Linked DNA regions of Mus musculus: region 2 is linked to region 1. Evidence: chromatin contacts called from public Hi-C data. All regions are on one chromosome and are shown on one strand. Each heading gives the region's core, a stretch centred on a gene start, on an enhancer-like site or on the middle of the called end of the contact. The rest is flanking DNA. Distances are from core to core; before and after follow the strand shown.

Region 1 (5,903 bases), core at 2,072-4,571:
GCAGAGACAGCCTCTTCCGTTTCATCCTGCCAGAGATGGTCCTGGTTAGAGGCTCCCAGGTTATTAGAGTCTTCACTTTACTCTAGTGTATGGATGGAGAAACTGAGGTCACCTCTGCCCCGGAAGCAGGCCATGCTAGATTGGGCAGAGAATCTCCAGGAGGAAATGACCTATGAGTTCTTTGTTTTGAAGCTTCATCAACTGGGTTAAGGTGGAGACAGGTCACTGAAAGCTAGGATGGTGCCACACATACATAGATGAAGATGAAGCCACCTCCTCCTAGGTTTGGTGGGGACAGTCATCTAACCCAAAGCATTTCTCTGTACTCCAGGCACATCCTAGGTTGTCCTCATACTCAATATTATGATCACTGCCCCAGCCTGTGTCCTCAGGGGACTTTTTAGGGGACAGAATAACAAGATAACTGACAGGCCAGAACATAAGGTTCCCAGATTAGTTTATCTGGCCAGCAAACTGTCACGTGGAGGCAAAGCTTTCTGCAGGCTTTGGTGAATATTGAGATTGGAGGGATCCGAGGTCTGGAAGCTCTGGGAAGAGAGAAACTTCCTCCTATCTCCGGTGCTCTTCCAGGCTTGAAATTCCCTGGCCAAGCAACAGAGCTTCAAACGTTCTCAGAGAAAAGAGAGAGTTAATAGAACTCCATACCCAACCCCAAAGGCAAACAGCACATTTCTTCTCCAGCAGATCAGATGAAAAAGGCCTGAGGGCCAGAGTTAATGCTAGCGAACCTGAGTCCAGGCTGTGCTCAGAACAGGGTTGACTTTAAGCATTTGTTCAATTAAAGTCCAAGGGTATCCTCTCTGCACACTCTAGCAAGAGTATTAAGGAATCCAGAGAAAGAGTAGGTGGCTGTGAAACAGTGACAGTGGCTCAGTGGAAGGACAGACCAAGCTCATGGAAAAGAGGGTGGGTGGGGGAGCACCCTCATAGAAGCAGAGAGGAGGGAGGATGGGATAGGGGGGTTGTAGAGGGGAAACCAGGAAGGGCGATAATATTTGAAATGCAAATAAATAACCAATAAGAAAGAAAGAAAGAGAGAGAGAAAGAGAAAGGAAGGAAGGGAGGGAGGGAGGGGAGAGAGAGAGAGAGAGAGAGAGAGAGAGAGAGAGAGAGAGAGAGAGAAAGAAAGAAAGAAAGAAAGAAAGTCAGTCAATTGAGTAAAGGGCCTCACCCTGCTTAGGATGGGAGAACTGGGAGGGCTTCTCAACAGACTCTTAATTTGAAGTCTAGACCACCTTTGGGCATTGGGTGGGCCCCAGGGTGGGAGTGAAGGATGGAGGGAATGAGGATACTGGGAAGGAGGTAGTCCTGGCACTGCCAGTCTCCTGAGCCGAGAGCAACCTGTGTTAACCAGGATGGAGATGGGGAGAGTGGCTTTGAGTCCTTGCCAGGGTTGAGTTGGTGTTGAGTGTTTCATCAGTATACTTCAGAGGGCTACGCTGGGCTCTGTCTTTCCAGGAGCTCAGGATGCTCCACCCCTGGAAGTGATCCTGAACAGCTGGGGCTGGGTCTCTACTCACAATGTCCAGCTCATGGCTTTCTTCCTGATGATCCTAACCTTCTCTGAGCTGTTCCCTTCATACCTGGCAGACACCCGGCCTCCTAGAAACACCACTTTTCTGCCTTTAGTTCCCCACGACGGTACCCAGGTCAGCCAGGGGACCCAAGGAGAATATGGAAAAATGACTCCATTGCAATGTGAAATCCTAGTGTGTTGGAACCAGAAGGGGCTGTAGGTTTTGCCTAGCTCCATTTTCTATTTTACAGTGAAGAATCTCAGACCCAGACTGAGAGACTCAAAGGTTGCTCAGTGACTTGGGAACAGACCTCATAGCAGCACCTCGCAGGGAAGAAGCAATCCCTTTGGCTAGAGCAGGAAGTCTCAAACTTGATAAGTTTCCATATAAGATGCTGCCAGGCAGTCACCTTAGGAGATGGCCCCAGCTTGCTGATAAGGCTGGCCATGGGTGTTGACAAAGAAGAACCCTCTTGGTGAGACACTCTGCATTTAGCCAGAATGTTTTATTAATTTGCTTAGGTCATCATTATAGTACAAGTAGCAAATTTAATAATTTAGGTAGAAAAGTCACAGATATCACAAATAAGGCAGAGAACTTTAGCTAGTGAGACACTGGAAAAAATCCTAGGTAGAAAGCTACAGAGAAGAGACCCAGGGGCATTCCAGGTCTAAACTGAAGACGCAGTTGTGCTACAGAACTGTGGCAAGGGTGGGGTGGGAGGATGCACCCCTGCCCTGTGCTCACCCACCACCCCAGTCCTCTCCCTTTGAAACACAAGCCTGGCAGTATCCTTCCTGTGCTTTCTATCACACAAGGACATGCAGATCCAGATAGCTCAGAGTCCACCTGGGCTAGAGAAGCCCCTTGCAGGACTTGGGTTCTTGTCTGCAATGTGATGGAGTGGACTTACCTGGAGAAGTTTGTGGAGATAAAATTAGGGGAAGGGTGCAGGGACAACCATTCTTTCCGGTTACCATTGCAAGCTAGGCATGTTTTCTGGTAGATAAGTGTGGGAAGGGGTTGCGTTACCCTTTATTGCACTGTTTGCGCCCTTCCCCCTTCTCTTGATGCCTTTTTGAGACAGGGCCTCATTACATTGCTTAGGTTTACTTTCAACTAACTCTAGCTCAGGCTGGGCTGGCCTCAGACTTTATGTTCCTGCTTCAGCCTCCTGGGTGCTTGGATTACAGGCAAGTACCACCACACCTGGCTACCCCACCTCTGAAATGTCCTGTTTCAGAAACAATATAAGAGGAAAAGGCCTGGGTCTGAAAAGGACTGGTAATCACTCCACAGTGTTAGCCCCACAGCTGGAAGTTGGCATTTTCCTCTCTAGATTATTATCTGATTCTTGTGGAAGTCCTGAGAGTTCCTCCAGATCCAACTTCCTTCTCTCCCACAGTGATCTCAGGACACTGGCATTTTCATTACCCACAAACAATGGGAAGATCGCTCCTGTCATTTATATGTCCCTGGGGTCCAGAAGTTCATCTGAACCAGAAAAGGTACCAAATAGCTGCCTAAGTAAATTGGTGGAGGGCAAGGACTCTAAGCAGGTCTGGACTGTGCCATAGGTCTGCACCTGAATACGCAAAAGGAAGCAGGATCCAGTGACAATCAAAGGGACAAGTGCATACAGTAGGCCTAGCAGGGATCTTGGGAAAAGCCGGGCCAGCTGATCTCAGGGCTCAGGCCACTGCTTTTGGTTTGCTCTCTGCTGTTCTCCTTGATTTTCTGGCTCAGCAACGCCCAGGATTCTGGGCATGTCTGGCCTTCTAAAAATACCCAGGCTGCCCAGAGCCTCCCAGATGTCTGAGCGCTGAGTCTGTGATTTCCCTGCCTGTAATGGGTCAGCCCAGACAGACATGGGCAGCCTAGGGTGGCTCCTGCCACTTCCTCTGCCTCCCACCCACCAGCCCACCAGGAGCTCAGCCCCACCTCCCTACCCTTGCACAGCAAAGGGGGCCAGACCTCATAGACTGCTGACTCCAGGTCTTCCTCGGGAAAGATGAGAAAACTAATATCCAAAGACCTGTCCAAGACCCTCTCTACCCGCTCCCCAGGTGCCTCTCTTCTGTATGGCGCCTGGAGACCTGGGCTTTGAGTCCAGTCTGACTGCCTAGCTTATCAATTGGAAACTTCTAACAACAGAGACCAGAGGAACCCTGAGTCTCCAAGGCACTGGAAAGATATCCCACCCAGGGGTCACATTAGTGAGTAGAGATGAGTAGATAGGACCCCAATGGGAGAGAGAAGCTTTGCATTCTAGCCCAGGGTCAGCTGCCATGACACTGTGCCTTCATCAATTCTTGCCATCCTGAAACAATGAGCTGGCACCCACTCTGCTGGGAGTTCCTGTCTCTTCTGCTTCGTGGTGTGGGAGAAGGCCACACCCTCCTGATTGCATCCTGCTCTACGTTCTTAGCTTTTTGATCCCTCTCCAGCAACACCCCTGCCCCAGCCTAGTTCTACAAATGATATCAATTTTACCTCTGGCTCCAGATGCTAGGGGCGAACAACCACTCTCTTAATTCACTATGTGACCTTGAGCAAGGAAGGCATTGGCTTTGGGGTAGTTACAGTTTCATGACTTTTAGATTGGAGAAATGAGCCAGGCATGGTAGTGTACATCTATAATCGCAGCCCTGGGGAGGCTGAGGAAGCCGGAGTGTGGTGAGTTTGGGGTTACCCTGGACTACATAGCAGGTAGCAGGTCAGCCAGTGTTATAGAGCAAGACCCCGTTTCAAAAAAATAAAAAATAAATAAATAAATAAAGCTGGGTGCGGTGGCTCACACCTTGAGTTCCAGTCCTAAGGAGACAGAGGCAGGCAGATCTCTATAAGTTTGGGGACAGAATGGTTTACATTGTGATCGCCAGGCCCACCAGGACTAAATAGTAAGTCTCTGTCTCAAAACATAATTAATAAATCAATTAATTTTAAAAAGTGGAGAGCTGGTCTGGGGACGAAACCCTGTGGTAGGGAACTTTCCTGGTATGTTTGAGAGTTCCTGGGTTTAAGCCACAATCCAAAAGCAACATTGTAAGGCAGAACAAAACAATAGAGTGTTAAAAGTGATTCAGTGGTAGGACACTTGCCTAGCATGTGAAAGCCCTAGCACTTGATCCCCAACATGGCCAATAAATGAGTTATTTGATGTAGTTGAAAGGAGATGTTCTATCTTAGGTCATGGTCATTGCCTACAGAAAGGCCTCCATGGGGCTGGCATGATGGCTTAGTCAGTAAAAGGCACTTGCTGTATAAAACTGAGGACCCAAGTTCAATCCCCTGGACCCACAAGAAAGTGGAAGAACAGAACCGACTCCACAAAGCTGTTTTCTGAGCTCCACACTAGTGCGGCAGTCCACACTGGATAGTCACTATCTCTCTATGCAGTTGTTCTCTATCGGGTGGGGAGAGAGAAAGCCAGATAGCTCTAGGGCCGACTATAGATTCTACATAGATAGAATTCCCCCAGGAGGGTTGTTAGCTGATAAAACTTGAGGAAAGGCAAAGAATTGTGTTGAAATCAGGCCTCCTGCATCAGAATGGATTGCACTAATTGGCAAGTTGGGCTATTCCTTGCCCCTCCCCCACTTCTCCACTTGGTGACTTAACAATGTTTCAAGATCCCAGGCACAGGTCTCGTCTGCTTCCCCAAGAAATCTCACTTATCATACTTACCTCTGTAGGCTTTTATCTTATTTTGTTTTATTTTCTGAGACAGGGTCTTACTATGTAGTCTTGGCTATCTTGAAACTCACTATGTAGACCAGGTCCGTCTGGAACTCACAGAGATAAGCTAAGTGTTGGGAGATGCCACTTAATTCTTTTGACAGGGTCTTACTCTGTAGTCAAAACTAGTTTAGAACTCATTATGTAGCTCAGGCTGACTCTGAGCTCGTGGAAATCTTGTAGCCTCTTACAGGCACAACCTGGAGAGTACTGGATATCTAAGCATGAACCACCATAACTGTCTCTGTAGGGTTCTTTACGAATCTCTCTCTCTCTCCTCAGATGATGTCCAAAGTCAAGAGCCTGTTGGATTTCAGAAATTAAATACTGTATGCCTCTAGCATTAGTCCAATAAAAAGATCTAGAGGGGGCAAAGCTGTATCTCTGTCTCTGTCTCTGTCTCTCTCTCTCTGTATGTGTGTGTGTGTCTGTGTGTGTGTGTGTCTGTGTGTGTGTACACGGGCACATGTATTATATTTTGACAGGATCTCTAGCTGGTCCATCCAATTAGGTATGTAGTCAAGGGATGACCTTGGACTTCTGACCTCCAGATTCCACCTCCAGAGTCCTGAGATTACAAAGTGCACATCTTTCCCTCATTTATGCAGTGTTGGGGATTGAACCCAG
Region 2 (5,903 bases), core at 1,461-3,960, 120 kb after region 1:
TAGAGTAAGCAAAAAAAAAAAAAAAAGGAAAGACAAAGATCATATTTTAAAAATGCACATGAAAGTCTAGTCTCTGACATTGTAGTATTGATGATGGAAAGAATTAGGTGTGAGTAAGGCACAATTCACAGGCATGGTGTCTTCCCATTCCCAGGTCACCATGTATCTGCTTATTCCATGGTGAAACCAACTCAAAAGTACTTTAAATCAGAGGTGGGCAAGAATGATGAATGACAGATATGGATGTCCTGCCCAGCCAGTTCATTCATTCTCAGATTTCTGGTTAGCCTTCTGCAGCTTCAGAAATCTTACCAAAGCTTTTTCTATCTGCATTTTATCGGAGTATATTTCAACCCCTCAAGTTTCTTCATTATTGCGTACTCTGTGCTGATCTTCCATATCTACCACCAACTTTATCAAGGCTGAGAGAACTTTTGAGTAGCCTACAAAATGGATGCTATAGTACTGAGAGTTGTAACTTTTAAAAAAAAAGGGACATGGCAAACAGGTTTCACTTAAGGACCAGATATAATAAGTGAATTTTATGTTTAGTTAAAAAAAATTTTTTTAAGATTTATTTATTTATTATATGTAAGTACACTGTAGCTGCCTTCAGACACTCCAGAAGAGGCTGTCAGATCTTGTTACGGATGGTTGTGAGCCATCATGTGGTTGCTGGGATTTGAACTCAGGACCTTCGGAAGAGCAGTTAGTGCTCTTAACCACTGAGCCATCTCTCCAGCCCCTTTAGTTAAAATTTTAAGTGAGACATATTTTTGTTTCAAGTTTAGTAAGTTAATTTGGATGAAATTTATTTAGTGATATGGTAGCATTATTTTATTCTTATAGTATATGGCATGATAATTTTCACAGTGACATTTTCACACACTCAGACTCATACTCACTGTTATACTTAGTTATTTGCCCTTCACCAACCTCTTCCAGTTTAGATCCTTTCCTCTTCTTTTATAATTCTCTTTCTACATTTATGTCATGTGTGTGTGGGGTCAGAGGTGCATGTTGTGCCCATGTAAATTTAATCTAGATTCTACAGATGAAAAATGCAGTGTTTGTTATTCTGAGTCTGGTTTATTTTACTTAACATAATCTCTGGTTCCATCCATTTTCATGCAAAAGTCATCATTACATTCTTCTTTACAGCTTAATAAAATCCCATTGTTCATGTAAGTATTCATTTTTATAGCATCTTTTTATTCATTCAGCTTTTTAGTCTGGTTCCATATTTGGCTCCATTTTGAATTGATTTTTGGTCAGATTAAGGATCTAGTTTCGCTCTTATATGTGGACACCTAGTTTTCAAAGGACCATTTGTTAAATTCCTTCATTTCCAATGAGTATTTATGATGATTTGTCTAAGATGGGTGCTTATTAATGTGTGGGTTTATTTCTGGGTCCTCCATTCTGTTCTATTGCTTTATGTCTGTTTTGTGCCAGTACCATGCTGGCTTTGTTATTATAGCATATTATCTTTCATATAGCTATAAATGAGGCGTTTTACTCAGTTACAAGAAGATTTAGTATCACATAAGCTCAAAGCTGATGTTATTGAGAGGAGTTAGCTTTCCAAGTTCAGATGCTTTAAAATTTTAATTTGAGCTGGGCATGGTGTTGTGCAGCTTTAATCCCAGCACTCTATAGTGGAAGGCAGAGGCAGGCTGATTTCTATGAGTTCCCGGCTAGCCTGGCCAATATAGTGAGTTCTAGGACAGCCAAGGGTTAAATAGAGAGACCCTGTCTTAAAATAAAATTGAATTTGAGATTAGAGATCTTAACACAAGCTATTAATGGAATTGAGAAGTATGTGGAACACTAAGATCTGGGGTTTGCTTGCTGCCCTAGTTTCTGGGCATGTTAGGTCTTCTCTGCATCATGTCTCAAAGAATTTCCTTCCTAATAGCCTTTCTGACCGAGAACTATCTTGTGTCTTCTAGCACATTAATTTTCTTACTATCTAGTACCTTCTTTGTTTCAACTTCTATTGAGACACCAATACATAAGTTCCTCTTGCCCTTTCCACTTTTAGTAACACAAGTTTTGAAATTTCATGTAAAACAAGTAGAAGAGTAGTTGTGTTTACATCGAGACATCTAAGGCTTTAGATAAGGTGAACTCTTGACCATAGGAAGAAGTCATGCCAGGTGTATCAGTTCAACCTTGCAATATAAGCACATGGATGTTCAGGGTGACTAAGACAAGAATCACTTTGGTTTCAAGGCCAGCATGTGTTACCATATGAGACCTTGTTTCAAAATTCTGAATTCAAATAACTATGTATGTATGCATTGTTTTGCTACAGGAGCCCTCCTCCAAAGTACACTGATCATTTCACTCTGCTTGTGAACTGGTGAGATCTTCTTTACCCATCTGCAGAACTGTGGCTAGCAATACCCTGTGCATAAATTGCAGTAGAGGGGTTCTTCAGATACACATTTTTCTTTTTACCTTTCATCATCTTACTAATGAAACTCAGTGTCTCAGAAGTAACTTCTTACATTTCTTAGTTAATTTATCACTTCAAAGTAAAGATGAGGGTATAAGTAAGGAACAAGAGAGGGCGACAGAAATAGATCAGCAGGTAAGAGCTTTGTTCTTACAGAGAACCAGGGTTCAATTCCCAACACCCACATGGTACCTCACAACCATCTGTAACTCACAGAGGATCTGACACCTCCTTCTGATCTCACAGGCACCAGGCATATGAGTGGTGCATAGACATACATGTGAGCAAAACATTCATACATATAAAATAACATAAATAAATCTTAAGAAAAAGAGAACAAGATTACAATAGTTTCTACTCTGAACCAGTGAAAACTAATATTAGCTTTCCCCTTAGAGACCTTATTTATCTTTCTAGCACTAAAATAGAGAGTGTTTGCTTTGTCTTGAGTGACCAAGCAGGACCAATACAGTTGTGGTTCATGGGGAGTTTCCAGAGGACACTTTTGGTGCTCTTCCTCCTCCTAGCCTTTGGTAAAATATGCAAATGTACCAGGAAACTGGGGAGGTTTTTTTTGTTGTTGTTCTTACCCCGAATAGAACTCTTCTAAACTGTACCTGTTGAGAGTGTAAATTCAGAAGTTTGTTTTTTAAGTGAAGGAAGCATATGGGGTTTTTGTGTGTGTGTGTGTGTGTGTGATTTTTGTCAGCTAGGATTTTTTTTCCATCAGCTGCACGGAAAAGGGAATTTTATCTGCTATACTGGGTTTGCCTCATTTCCTCTTAAGCCATGATTAATTGCAGCTAGATATTTAGAATTTATAAGACTGAAAATAGACTTCAAGTCAGTGGAAAAGTGAAAGATTATGAAAGATAGAATGTTTAGACTCTTAAAAAGTGCTTTTTAACCAAAGAGTACACACCAGGGACCCATGGCTCCAGCTGGATATGTAGAAGAGGACTGCCTTATCGGGCATCACTGGGAGGGGAGCCCCTTTGTCCAGTGGAGGCTCAATGACCCAGGGTAGGGGAATGCTAGGGCAATGAGGCAGGAGTGGGTGGGCAGATGGAGGAGCTCCCTCATAAAGGCAGGGGGATGGGGGAGAGGATAGGGGTTTGTGGTGGAGAAACTGGGAAGGAGGATAACATTTGAAATGTCAATACATAAAATAACCAATAAAAAATGTAAAAAATAAAAGGGCTTTTTACAGCATACCAGCCTATATTTGATAGTATATTTGTGAAAAATAGACAAAAATATGAGTGAATATTTATCCAAGCTTAGTGAGTGTTAGAGTGTGATTTTAAAGCAAAGACAAGTGATACATGGAAAAATAGTAATAGATTTAACAATTCCAAATTTTAACACCCTCCCTCAAGTACACACACGCACACGCACACCTATATGAATTTATGTGCACCATGTACATGTAGGTGCCCACGAAGGCTAGAGGGAATCAGATCCTCTGGGAATTAGAGTCACAGACTTGTGAATTGCCTGCCTGATGGAGGTGCTGGGAACCTAACTCTGGTCCTCTGCAAGAGCAGCAAGCACTCAACCTTTGAGCCATCTCTTAGCCACAACAAACTCAGTTTTTAAAAATGCATGACAGTAACAATACGTGACAATTGAGCTAAATGCTTTACATTAAGTCTTGTGCTTTACATCTAGGTGAGGGTCCTAGCAGACAGGAGGGTTAGAGATGCTGCCCTAAAACACAAGGTTTATAATCCTGGCCTGCTTCCCAGTCTTGCAGCACATCTCCTTGCTGCTTTCTACACTACCACTCAGCAGATACCACTTCTGTTAGTCTTCTGTTACAGCAGTATTCTACTGAAACATACTAAGTTTATATTAGTTGGGATAAAGACTAAATGACTAAACTAGAGAGACTCCAAATTATGATGGTTCCTACAAGATAATACTTCTCATACAGTAGTTTAGGGTTAATAAATAGGTTCTACTTTCTGAAGTTATCCAAGGATGAAGGTACCAGGACAGCTCCATTGTTTAACTCTCATCATTGGCCTGACCAACATTAAGGACTCACTTATTTGGATTATAGCCAGTGAGTAAGAGAATGAGATCATGGAGTAGACACACCTATTTTCCTGAGATCTAGTCTACAAAGTCGCATGCATTAATTACTCCACTCAAGTTATAAAAAGAAAGCTTAGTGACATGGCCATACCTAGCAATAGCAGAAGAGTCTAGGAATTGCAGTCTTATCATATACCCAGGAGGGAAGGAAGAACAGTTTCTGCCACAACTACCACTTCTGAATATCTGACAAGTCACTAGTCACATGATAACGTAGAAGTTAATATGAAAAATAAAAGCACCTAAGAATAAAAAATACAAATATGATTTTAAAAAGAGAAATGCAAAAGAGTAGTTGATGGTTAGTAGATTTTTGACAAAATACTAAAGCCATTCAGAGGAAGAAAGAATGTCTTTGAGCAGGTGGTACTGGTCACAGCTGAATATCCACGTGCACAGAAAATTATTAAACCATTGCTGCCATGTATAGAAATTAATTTAAAATGAACTAGAGACTTAAAGGTCAATGCTAAAACTGCAAAACTCTTAGGGAGCAAAGTGTAAGTCCATATGGCCATAGGCAGTGCTCTCTTAAATATCACCAGAACCATACTCAAATGAGGGGGAGAGGTGTTGCTAAATTTACAGCTATGAAGAAAATGAAAAGACAAAATGGGGGGGGTCCAAAAAATAAGAATTTGAAGCTGTGTATGTTGGTGCATTTGGGAAGTGGAGTCAGGAAACTCAAGAGTTGAGCTGCCTGGAGACCTTGTCTTCACACACACACACACACACTCACACACAGAGAGAGAGAGAGAGAGAGAGCGTGTGAGCGAGCGAGCTCGATTGATCTCTGGTCTTCATAAAGCCCTGTGAGGTAGGTAATATTTTCATTTTACTGATCAGAAAATTGAATCTTAAGCATAATACTGAAGGAGAATCTTTTAGGCTCAACAAAACATTCATATACACAAGACTACTAAGCCACTACTATCCATCATCAGCACTGGTCTACTCAAAACATAGAGAACAAAAGTGATAGTGTACCAGCAAGGCAGCACCCAGAATGCGTCTTTGTGGAAGTAGCCTCCTACAGTAGCAGTCTCTGCAAGAGCTCTTGCAGCTGCTGAGATCCATCCCACCCCATTCCAGCTCATTCCCCAGTGTCCCAGGTGAGATTCATGTCCAACAAAATGGGCTCAGTTGGGGGCTTTGTTTTTTTATTCTTTTAGATACAATTTTATTTTTAAGGTAGAAAATGCTTAAAATAAAAAATGTATAAGAATCAAATCCACCAGCTCAGGACATTCTCACTTTGATCAGTAATCCCTTTCTTTCTTCTCACCCAGCCCTCCATCTGTCACTCTCTTCATGTCTTCCCTTTTCATTAAAACTGTTAATC

Evidence for each region. A called contact is a pair of places that touch in the nucleus more often than the background predicts.
Region 2: a Hi-C map of bone marrow-derived macrophages shows a contact between it and region 1, with 33 read pairs. The contact joins two enhancer-like sites. A contact is called at or near these places in 1 of 15 datasets of contacts at CTCF or cohesin (CD8 T cells), 9 of 484 Hi-C or Micro-C datasets (the 63-12 cell line, CD8 central memory T cells, bone marrow-derived macrophages and 4 more), 9 of 115 datasets of contacts at active chromatin or transcription factors (the 230-238 cell line, the HPC-7 cell line, acute myeloid leukemia and 5 more) and 3 of 9 other capture datasets (adipose tissue, liver and pancreatic islet).

What each region holds. Positions count from the first base shown.
Region 1 is chr7:101,085,535-101,091,437 of GRCm38.p6, forward strand. No RefSeq gene overlaps it. Among named protein-coding and RNA genes, the nearest start is that of Fchsd2, 20 kb to the right of the region's middle. Within about 2 kb of position 3,322, at least 50 of the 459 cell types and tissues checked have an H3K27ac peak or open chromatin away from gene starts, as enhancers often do. A contact at or near this core is called in CD8 T cells, bone marrow-derived macrophages and regulatory T cells, where this site is marked.
Region 2 is chr7:101,211,016-101,216,918 of GRCm38.p6, forward strand. All of the region lies in intron 8 of Fchsd2 (FCH and double SH3 domains 2), which reads left to right. Among named protein-coding and RNA genes, the nearest start is that of Gm50587, 45 kb to the right of the region's middle. Within about 2 kb of position 2,711, at least 48 of the 459 cell types and tissues checked have an H3K27ac peak or open chromatin away from gene starts, as enhancers often do. A contact at or near this core is called in CD8 T cells, bone marrow-derived macrophages and regulatory T cells, where this site is marked.